Linked DNA regions of Mus musculus: region 2 is linked to region 1. The links are chromatin contacts, called in public Hi-C maps. All regions are on one chromosome and are shown on one strand. The core of a region is the stretch at or near the end of the contact, and the rest is flanking DNA. Distances in the headings are between cores, read along the strand shown. Region 1 holds the start of AY702102 (cDNA sequence AY702102). Region 2 has its middle 33 kb from the start of AY702102.

What was found. Hi-C and Micro-C count contacts between places; a contact is called where the count stands out from the background.
Region 2: a contact with region 1 is called in a Hi-C map of the N1E-115 cell line, with 2.6 times the contacts expected there. The contact joins the enhancer-like site here to the promoter of AY702102 in region 1. A contact is called at or near these places in 2 of 484 Hi-C or Micro-C datasets (the N1E-115 cell line and nephron progenitors) and 2 of 115 datasets of contacts at active chromatin or transcription factors (embryonic fibroblasts and embryonic stem cells).

Annotation. Positions count from the first base shown.
Region 1 is chr2:169,959,474-169,964,627 of GRCm38.p6, reverse strand. It overlaps AY702102 (cDNA sequence AY702102), which reads left to right and starts at 1,441. Exons shown (of 1, transcript NR_131974.1): 1 at 1,441-2,615. It also overlaps a transcript of Tshz2 not described here.
Region 2 is chr2:169,993,026-169,998,593 of GRCm38.p6, reverse strand. It overlaps a transcript of Tshz2 not described here. Among named protein-coding and RNA genes, the nearest start is that of AY702102, 33 kb to the right of the region's middle. Within about 2 kb of position 1,898, at least 28 of the 459 cell types and tissues checked have an H3K27ac peak or open chromatin away from gene starts, as enhancers often do. A contact at or near this core is called in the N1E-115 cell line and nephron progenitors, where this site is marked.

The DNA of each region.
Region 1 (5,154 bases), core at 192-2,691:
CGTCTCCCTCCCTCCCTCCCTCCCTCCCTCCCTCCCTCCCTTTCTATTTCATAAACTGAAAGAAACACAGTCACCACCAGCATTTTCTGGCTGTCTTTCCTTAGTCACAATTCTACTTGCTTGGTTTTCTTGTTTTGTTTTATTTTATTTTATTTTTATTTTTTTTTATAGCTTTCATGTGTCCAGACTGTATTTACAGGATACCTACTATGTGCCTGGCATTGTTCTTGCTGATGAAGACACACTGCAGAAAGAACAGGCAAGGCTTGCCTTTGGGGCGCACACATCAGCCCCCCACTTCCCTTTATGGACACAGCACATTTGCGTTGCGGTTGTCAGGGGGTGGGTACCATTCGGCTGCAGTGACCAGTACACCTATGATTATTACTGTATGCAGTTTTACAGCTTAAATTCTTTAAGAAGGTTTTGAAGAGTTTCTGCTTTCAATTCTTCTTGATATATACGTTGGAGTGGAATGACTGAGTTATGTGGCAAATTCATTTTCAGCTTATCAGGGAGTCGCTGGGTGGATCCTCTCTCAAAGCCACTCTACTTACATGCATGACTCTGCATGTATGAAGTGTCCTGAACAGGCAGATTCCCAGTCACAGAGAGGAGATGACTGGTTCCCAGGGGGCCAAAGGGGAGAAGTCGGTTGCGTGTGTGTCTCCCTGTAGGGATGAGGAAAACGTTCTGAAATGAGGATGTGGTGTAGATGTGCACTTCACATGGCTAAAACAAGATTGGGCTCAGTGGTTAAGAGATGTCCTGCTCTTGCAGAGGACCAGAGGAAAATTCTCAGTACATACATTGGGCATCTCACCATTGCCTGTAACTCCAGATCCAGGAGGGCCAACACCCTCTTCTGGTCTCTGAGGGCACACACATACACTCTTAGCCGGGTGGTGGCAGTGCACACCTTTAATCCCAGCACTTGGGAGGCAGAGGCAGGTGGATTTCTGAGTTCGAGGCCAGCCTGGTCTACAGAATGAGTTCAGGACAGCCAGGACTACACAGAGAAACCCTGTCTCAAAAAAAAAAAAAAAAAAAAAAAAACAAAAACAACAAAAAATACAACCCAAAAGACTAATTTTGTATCCTATGTGTTTTACCCTAATTAAGCAAAGCAAAACAGAGAGAGGAAAAGATCTGACAAGGTCCTAATCTTATGGGGCACATAGGTTAATGAGTGGAGACCGACCATAGATAAATCAATACTTCATACATTGTATTCATCTGTGCTCTGACAGAAGAGGTGCTGGGAAGCACTTGGGTAGGATTTGGGTTGCCAGACTGTGAGGGGACACGGGGCATTGAGAAGGAGGAGGGGCAGGGAGTCCAGCTGGGGCTGTGTCATTATGATGTCACATGTGACATTATGATGTCAGGGGTATTCAGTTGGAAGGTTCTTTTGGCCATAGGGAGATATAGAGAGAGCTTGTAGATAGTTTTAGCTGACATGACTCTGGGAGGGAGGGGGTACCCCCTCGGAAGAATGGGGTACTCCTCCGCTTTCCAACAAAGAATCCCCTGTCCTGAAATGACCTCAGAGGAACTGGCTGAGACACTCTGACCTAACCATGCAGATCCAAGGCTTAAAATCTGCTGGAAAAAACCCAGCCAGTTTTATATAGCGTGCAGGCTCACGGGTTGTTCTGTGTGAGTCATCTGGAACCCGGGGTCTGGCTTTGACTTGTGTCTGCAGCCTGAGGAAGACGAATGTTCCTTCGGCCAGTTGAGTCTGAGAATTGAGGACATTCACAGCTCTCACTCTGTGTCCTGACCTACGTGACTCAGACCTGGAACTGGATGTATTAGGGTGTGGGGAACTCTGCAGGAAAACCCACAATTCTTATCCAAGGGCAGGTTTTAGCCTAAGCAGAGAATCCGTGCCCCATGCCCTAGTGGAAATGCCTTTTTTTCATGACAATTTAAGATGGACACTGTCTTCCTGCCTTGCCACCTTCCCTGTGGGTTGAATCTACCCGACACTACATTTTATCCAGGGATCAAGGCTAGAAGAGATGAATCCACAGAAGAGTCTGCGACCATGGTGCCTGGGCTTTCTGTGCAAAATGCTACAGCCACAATAAGATATTTACCGTCTTTATCGGAAGATCAAACCCACCCACAAATGTCACATTGCTCAAATTCCATCAGTAGATCAGACAAGCTGTCTCTGGGAAGAGGACATTCCAGCCAGCAAGTTCAGAGCGCACTGGCTTCGAGGGCCGGTCCCTTCCTATTTTCTGTCACACACCCTGAGCCTTTGTTGTCTCCGCACTGCTGATAAATCAATCCATCAAAAAATTTCCTCAGTGAAACTCAATCAAGAAAGGTCATGTCAGCGGGAGAGGAACAGATTAAATTAGCATCAAATTAGACATGGAAAGTGAGTTCTGTCAAAATCATCGCAGCGCTCAGCACAATTAGAATATGTTAATTATGCATTTCATTAAGGTGGATGTGAGATGAAATGTCACTGGGGTAGGCATCCGAAAAAGGGAAGATTGCCAGGCACAACTTTCTCTAGACAATGTGTGACACCTTCATTACCATCAAGAATCGCGAGTCTGCCGTGACTTTTTCTGTAAAGGATTAAACCATTAACTGTTTGCTGTCTCCTCTCATTCGTGCAAAGGGGCGGGGGGTGAGGGTGGGTCCCCCTATCCTCAGAGCCGACCACTCCCTTCCAAGTGACTGTCTTGCTCTCAGACCGCCATGGCCCCGGGGGCTGCTGGGAATGCCTGGTGGGCAACAGGGTGGTGGCAGGCTTTAATGAACTCCTTGGAATCCTGCCACTGCCTTAGGGGTGGCGAAATGCTGGGGATGGGGAGAGGAGAGAAATGAGGGGTGAGGATTACAGAGGGAGGGGAGGAGGAGCGAGGATCTCGGCCCCAGTCTTGGGGATGAAAGATATCATCAACATAATGGGGAACGGGAAGGGGGGGGGATCCAATTTCTAAACGCGCGCACCCAGCAAACTCTCATTTGGTGAATTCTTTTGCACCCGCGCTGAGGCTCTGAGTCATGGTTACCAAGAGGCTCTGACTTCTAGCGAGGCAGCTTCATCAGATGCCGCTTAGGTGCTCAGCACAGAAGGCTGCGACTCTGAGCAGCCCCGTTCCTCTGAGACTACTGCTTGGTTCTCCCACCCCCACCCCCACCCCTGCTTTTCTTTTTAAAACCAGGGCTTTCTATGTTAGCGGGAGGGTGGGAAGGGGCTCTAGGTGGGTTATTCCTGACCTTGCTTCCTCAGGTAATTCCTTTCCTCCCTCCCACCATGAGCCAAGCATCCAATGTTCCAGATCAACTTAGTTCATTAGGAAGCTTCCGGTGGTGCCTTGTGGTGGGAATCTCTGCTTTGTTCTCATTTCTCTTGCACAGGCTGGTCTGTCTCTTGGCGGGGGGGGGGGGGGGATCCCTGATTCCAGACTCTGTGTCCCCTCGTTCTGTGCCTTCTCACCCACAGTGCGCTCTCTCTCTCGCGCGCGCGCACACACACACAGAGCACACATCTGTTGGATTCCTCTACCTCAAGTCAAAATGAACATGACTTCCTGCCAGATGTGTCCCTCACCGACAAGCCTCTCCTACATCTCTGGGAGCTTCCCCCGGGCACACATGGGATGCTGGACTTGACAGAACTTTCCAGAGTTAATATTTGCTGTTCACACCCAAATGACACATCCTCTCTCTTTCACACACAATATATTGATGACAACCCATTGTAACTGATATATGTATATGTGTGTGCGTGTGTGTTTGTATGTATGGTTGTGCGTGTAATTGTAAGTACATCTTAACAAATGGAGAATAGGTCGCGCTATTTAATATAGTGCATGTTTTGTTTTTGTTTTTGTTTTTGTTTTTGTTTGAACAAGTAAGAAACCAGAAGCCTCAAATTTTATTTTTGACCTTTCGAAGCTCAGACCCATCTCTTGCAAGGCAGCCAATTGGAATCCATCTTTTATGCTTAAGGTCGTACAATGCCACGGTCCTACTTTCTCCCTCCTGCGTGTACCACAGGAATATGATTCTGTTGGTTTACCTGAGTCACACCCTTCTTTTTCCTTTTCTCTATTTTGTTTTTTACTCTACTTTTTTTTTTTTAAATCAACCAACAGCTCTTGGCTTTTAGCTGGAATGTTAAGGCAACTGACTCTGTCCCCAAACTTTTGCACACCAAGAATAAACTTGGTCCCAACCAAGCAGGTATTAGCTCACTAAGCCTGTTTTCTCTGAAATATTGTGGGAAGGGCATTGCTCAGCACCAACATTTGTTGAGAGAAGACAATAGAATGTAAAGCCTGGTACCTAACTGCTAAATCCTCAGCGCCTGACGTTGATGATGCAGATAATGGTGGTGGTGGTGGTGATGATGATAATGATGGTGATCATTCACACACACACAGACAGACACACACAGACACACACAGACACACACAGACACACAGACACACACACACACACACACACACACACACACACACACGCACGCGTGCTCGAGGTCTTACTATGTAGCATAGCCCTGGCTGGCTTAGAACTCTATATAGACTAGGCTGGCCTTGAATTCACAAGAGACCCACTTACCTTTGCTCCACACCCTGCCTGTAGCGAAAATCTTTAGCTGGCATCTTTGCAGTATCAAAGGCCAGTCTACAGTCTACTCTGCATGCACTGCATCCACAGAAGTATCTCAGTTTATGGGGAGAAAAGATAGGGCTGGCTATTGCGGCCCATTTTCAATTTTGCATGAGAACAAGAACACACTTGGGGCACTGAGAACTCATGGCGGAAACACCCCAGAACTGTGAGCTCTCTGTCGGAATCTTTGCCAGTAACAAAACCCCAAATGAATTCCAAGGAAATTGACAAGGGATGTTCAGTCAGGAGTTCTGCTGGAGCCTGGGATGGGCTATTAATTCCTGGCTCTCTTAGGTGTCTCATTTTCTGAGCTTCATTTAATGTTTAAGATCACCTGGGGCCCAGCCTGTTAGAGAATGGAGGCCCAGGAAACGGACTCAGGAGCCAGCTCTGATTTGATGCAGCCCCTGCCTCACCTCGCTGTGAGAGCAGGTGGGAGGGGAGGGAAGAGGGCTGCCGGGACGCTTCCTCCCAGCCTGCCTGGCCCTTGTCAGCACCACCATTGAT
Region 2 (5,568 bases), core at 649-3,148, 34 kb before region 1:
TAACCCTGTGGGTCAAAACGCCCCCTGGAAGATGGAGCTGGGTCCTTGCCTGGGGAGGAGGTGCAGTGTCCTCTCTGTTTTCTGGCCCCTGCTTTCCTTTCCTCCTTGGCCCAGAGTCCTGCTTGCTACTCAGTTCTAGGCTTCCCCAGGGGTTTGCTTTGTGATTCCAAGGCTCTCCAAGCCGTTGTCCAGGGAGGGCCTTGTTTTTTCTGTTTCTCTCTACCAAGTTCAGTACCTGCAGAGTGACATAGCACCAAGGAATGGACTGGCGGTACCTAACGAGGTAGAACAGTGTTCCGGAACCTCGGATTTAAACTTGCGGTCTCACGGGGGACTGAAAAATGTCTCTGTCAGAAATGCTAATTACACCTTGGTTTGATCATTACATGTTGTATACATACCTCATAATGTCACCCTGTGCCCACAAATATACACAAGATTTATGTATCAGGTAAGATGTAAACAAAGGAATTGTCAAGGTGGCTCCGCCGCCTCCGCCGCCGGTGAAGGCACCGGCTCACAAGAGCCTGGAGACCCAAGTTCAGTGATTCCACAGAAAGTTGCAAAGAGAGAACCGGGTCCACAAAGTTGCCCTTTGACCTCCATACTCACAAATATTAATAGATAAAAAACATAAACATGTTAAAACTGGCATCTGTGTGCTCTCTAGCAGCAGGGAGGAGGTCCAACACCCCAAAGATAGAGAGTGGGTCTGATCTCCCTAACGGCCCAGGCCCGGTGTGGGTCACCCTTCTCCACCCCCCCCCCCCGCCCCCGCCCCCGCTGTACCCAGGGGCCTGAGGGACACACACCACCACTGTAATCAGCCCCTTTCCCCTCCACTTAGTCAGTGAGATGCTGACTCCCGAGTTCTCCTTTATTTTCCATTTCTGAGAAGCCATGAAATATCAAACGCTAATGATGTGACATTCCAAAGCGATAAAAATCCCTTTCAAGAAAGGCTTATCTGCTCTCTGTTTCCGGTCTCCATTTTCTTCTTACTCAGGGAATATGTTCCTTGTGTGTCTAGATCTGGCTGAGTCTTTTATTTTCACAAACGAGAAAATGGCCCATCATTTAATTGCAGGTTTGGCTGTATTCTCAGCTTATGTCTAAAAAGATTAGATGAAGGGAAGACGCTAATTAATGCGGGTACCACAGGGCTCACACGAGGTACTGCATCTTGAGTCTGCTCCAGGAGCATTTTTACTTAAAACTGACGGAAGCAGGCATTGTGGTGCTTTTAAACAATTGAGTGAGGATCCAGAGAAGTCAAGGCTCCTCGCTGAAGTCACACAGCTGGCAATTAGTGAAAACCAGATCTAGTTTGTCCGAGAGGCAACTGACATGTCTTCAAGAGCTCAACCCAGAAACACTGCTCGCAAAAGAGATGCCAGAGTGAAAGAAAATGCGTGCCTCGCCACGTCTCTCCCTTCGACAAAATTATTGAAGGTGTTGTATTAAAATCCCAGTCTAATTTAAATAGATGTGTCAGCAAGTCAGGATTCCCGGAGCAACTCTGAAACTTCACATTTGAGCTCCTCTCTCTTCCCAGAGCCACCCCTACCCCGCCACCCGCCCAGGTCCCTCGCCTCCAGTAATGAATGTCTTCCTTTCTCTCCCTGTTGTCCCTTCCTGCTATTTGTCTGTAAGCAGGAGTCAGACCCTGGCTCTTCCAACTGTGTATTCCTCACATAAATTTTCCTGTGTTTCTGGAGGAAACCCTCGCCTCTCACAGCCCCTAGGGGGGATTTGGTTAGCTCTTACACCTCCTCCTGGCTAAGGTCATCTTTTTTCCCCCTCTGGAGGTCTGCTGGGGCCACAGTTCTGATGTTACCAAGCTTTCAAGACAGCGAAAGCCGGACAAGGCAGAGCCCAGGGTGGAGGTCACATGTCACCCAGAGGAGTGTTCTGGGAAAGCTTCAAATGGCAGATATCAGATTTGGTGATGTCCTGAACTTGTATTAAGCTCCCTGCTTATCATGGCACCGTTCCAGAATCTAAGAGATCAGGAAGGCTAAATAAACGGGAGACCGAGGAACAGTCGGGCACTGAGCTCTGGGCTTTTTTTTTTTTTTTTTTCTTTTTTTTTTCCTTTTTAAAGCAGTAATCAAACCATCATAAAAACAAAAGGCACAGATTGAATTATTCCCACAGAACTTCTGCAGTGTGTTTCAGGGTTGAGGCTGTGTTTATCCTGACTACTTGCTGCTAATCAAAAACGATGCCTGATACCTCATTGTGCTTCTCACAGAGTATGAGGAAGGGACCTGCAGCCCGCTCTGCGGAGGGAGACAGCGAGGCAGAGAGAGAAGCCGGGACTCACCTGAGCTCACAGTCCTGCCTCACACAGAAGCCAGGTGCCCGCGCTCTCCCTCACGACTTCTCTCTGAGTCTGGAGTCGCAGAGAGAGACTACTAATCTCTGCGACTCTATGGCTTGTGTCCCTGAGGAATTGATGGAAGGAATCCAGGCAGGAAATTGATACCCAAGGGAGCCAGGGGATGCCTGCAGGGCCCCAAGAGGAGCGGTTTGCTTCCACTCTGCTGAGCCTTCTCATTTCTGTCTAGCCAGACCTTCCTTCCCACTGCTCTGCAGGCTCTCGGTGGCTCTGATCCGTGTGCTGGGGTGACACCTTGACAGGCGCACTGCTTGTCCTTCGCGGCCCCTCCCCTGGTTATCTGTCCGCTTTAACTGTTCTGTGTCTGGATGGAAAGTAATGAGGGAGGCTTTGGAAAGCCAAAGGCCACAAATCGGGGACACACAGTGTTATCTGAGCCAATCTCTATCCTTGCTCAAAGTCCGGGCGCCGGCCTGAGGTGGTTAAAGCATCTGATTTGGTGAGGAAGAAGTGACTCAGGAGAAGGAGAGTGTGGGCTGTTGGGGCGAGAGTGTGGGCTGCTGGGGTGGGCCAGGAGAACGGACTCCGATTCAGCTCGCAGCCCAGCCGTGGTGCGTTAGGGTTAGGTAGGGGACAGGGGTTTTCTCGAAGCAACTGCAGACTCAAGGGAGATGGACAGCCTGTGGCTGCAGAAAGCCCCTTGGTCCTCTGTCTTGTCCTGATCCACACAGCTCTAGAATGGCTTCTGGAAGAAGCAACAGTTTCCCCAGTTTCCAGGGAGAGGACGGAATTCACTGGAGAAGAGAAGAGAGCCCGTAGGAGATCAGGAGAGGCTTGGTGGCAACTATGGATTGGGAATGGTGATGACCCAGCCGATGTCAGGGCAGGAAGAAAAGACCAGGCGATAGGACAGCTGTGAGCTTGCGGGGACACCACAGCTCCAGGTAGGAAATGGCGGGAGGTCCCTTGAGAGTGGAGAGCAACGAAGATCACCTTTCAGTGTACCACAACTCTACAGACTAAGGTGTTTTCTTCTAGACTTAATGCAGTTCCAGGAAAGGAATGATCACAGGCCGAAAGATGAAGGCAGCTATGTATACACAGGCCAGAGTTTGTATTCTGGAAAAGCCGTTCCTGGTTCGGGCATACAATTTACTCATTTTTCCTACCATGGAGCCTTTTGCCCAGTAGTTTAATAGTCAAGATAATGTCTAAAAATTGTCATTGTAATCATTAAAAATTAATTTTTGGTCAGGGTTCTATGTAGCCTCCAGCTCAGTAGGTAGCATAGGGTGGCCTTGGTCTCCTGGTCTTCCTGTTCCATCACCTGACTGCCATGATTAGAAGTGTGTCTCACCGTGGTGGTGGGATTATGTGGTGGTGGGGATTGAACCCACAGCATGCTTGGCAAGCACTCTATTAACTGAACCACAAACCTAACTCCTAGTCAATATATAGTTTTAATGAATGAACAATCGGATGCAAATACAATTGGAACACACACACACACACATACACACACACATGCACACACATTCTATTCACACTAGGTGGTGAACATCAACTATGAAGCAAATGGTTTTTATTTTTATTTTTATTTTTTTTGCCTGTGGGATACCAGTGGATGATACATAGCATACTTGGCCAATCACAAATTGAGGGTTTATAGTTTTGAATTTTTAGAGCTGTATTGGAAAGCCTGTGGTATGTTGGCATCTGTAATTGAGCTCACAGCTCAGTTTTGAGTTCAGCAGAGAGAGAACAAGGTTAAACAGGCACCAAGCCATACATGTCCCAAGTGGCCTCAGAACTGTAGCTGCTCACTCATCCCACATGTGTGAAGATAGGAAAATATTTCTCCTCCATGAAATTAATCTGCTTTGGGTGGTAGCAGGGAATGGGAAGGAAAGATCTAGAAAACAGCCCCAATGCCTTAGGGCCCAAATCCCTTTCACTAGGGGAAGTGGATCAAAGTTTATCTGTCTATGCTGGAAATCAGCTTCTCAAAACTCACTTCTGACCAAACGGTCTAGCTGACACCCATTTCTCTCCCCGAGTGTTTGTCCATGGCTGGCCATGCTTCTGTTAACTCAGCAGTTTTTCTGCCTTGGCTTCTGGTGTCCCCTGAGGGGACTCTATGGGCAGATCATAAAGCTTCTAGAAAGGAGCAGGGACATTTGTCACGTTTGTCTCTGATAATTCTTAAGCATCGAGCCCTTTGGAAGGAAGCCATCTTTTCCCTGTGGAGTCTTGGTGTTGCTTTGAATTCTTCCCCATTTCCCGTGGTGTCAAAGGTTCCCATTAGATTCTCTCCCATTTGATTTAATTGCAGCTTAATTCTTGAAACATTGCTTCAATTAGATATCATAATTTATGACAGCAAAGAGTGTCTGCTTCCAGTTTTTCTGAGCCTACTCATCTTCTCTACTCTGGGAACTTCTGGCATAAGGTGTAGCTGAGATGCCACATCCGTTAGCCCTTCTACATTGCTTTTCAGGATCTAGACTTGAGCTACGAATGAATGAAATGAGACTTATGAATGAATGAATGAATGAATGAATGAAAGCTTAACTCATTTATCCATTCACAGGATCTCGTCATGAGCCTTTGGTGGAGCTAGCTCAAATCTAGGTGGGAAAGGACAGGTCAGCTAAAGAAGGAGTGGACAAAACCCGTGCAACCCTTGTTGTCATGGGCCGTATATGCAGGATCCTCCTGTCTCTGTGCCCTTGGAGCTGGATTACACGAACGCATGGGATATGTGACTTGTTGTATGGGTGCTGGGATCAGAGCTCTGGTTCTCAAGGTTGTGCAGCAAGAGCCCTCAACTGCTGAGCCCTCTCCCCAGCCTCTTAACTTACTTTGGAAAACGTAAATACCTTCTTAACCTGGCCTAACCAGCATCCATAGAAGACCCGTCTCCATGTGGTAGTGATGTTTTTAAAGCATCCATTCAAATAAATCTATAATCAAGCAATGGACAATTCAGGTACAAGTATCTGGTCACCATAATACCGCCAATCTTCTCATCTGTTGCCTGAGGTGTAGTCATCTCGTTTTGGGAAGCCATGATATAATTTTCAAACATGTTAATTGGATTTCCTGTCTGAGGCGGGGAGTGTCACGGATTAAATTTTGATATGAGTGTCCAGAGTCTAGGCTTGATGGGAGAGAAAACCTGCCAAAGCCGAAGACAATAAAATAGGGGAACTTGGAGTTTTCTTTGC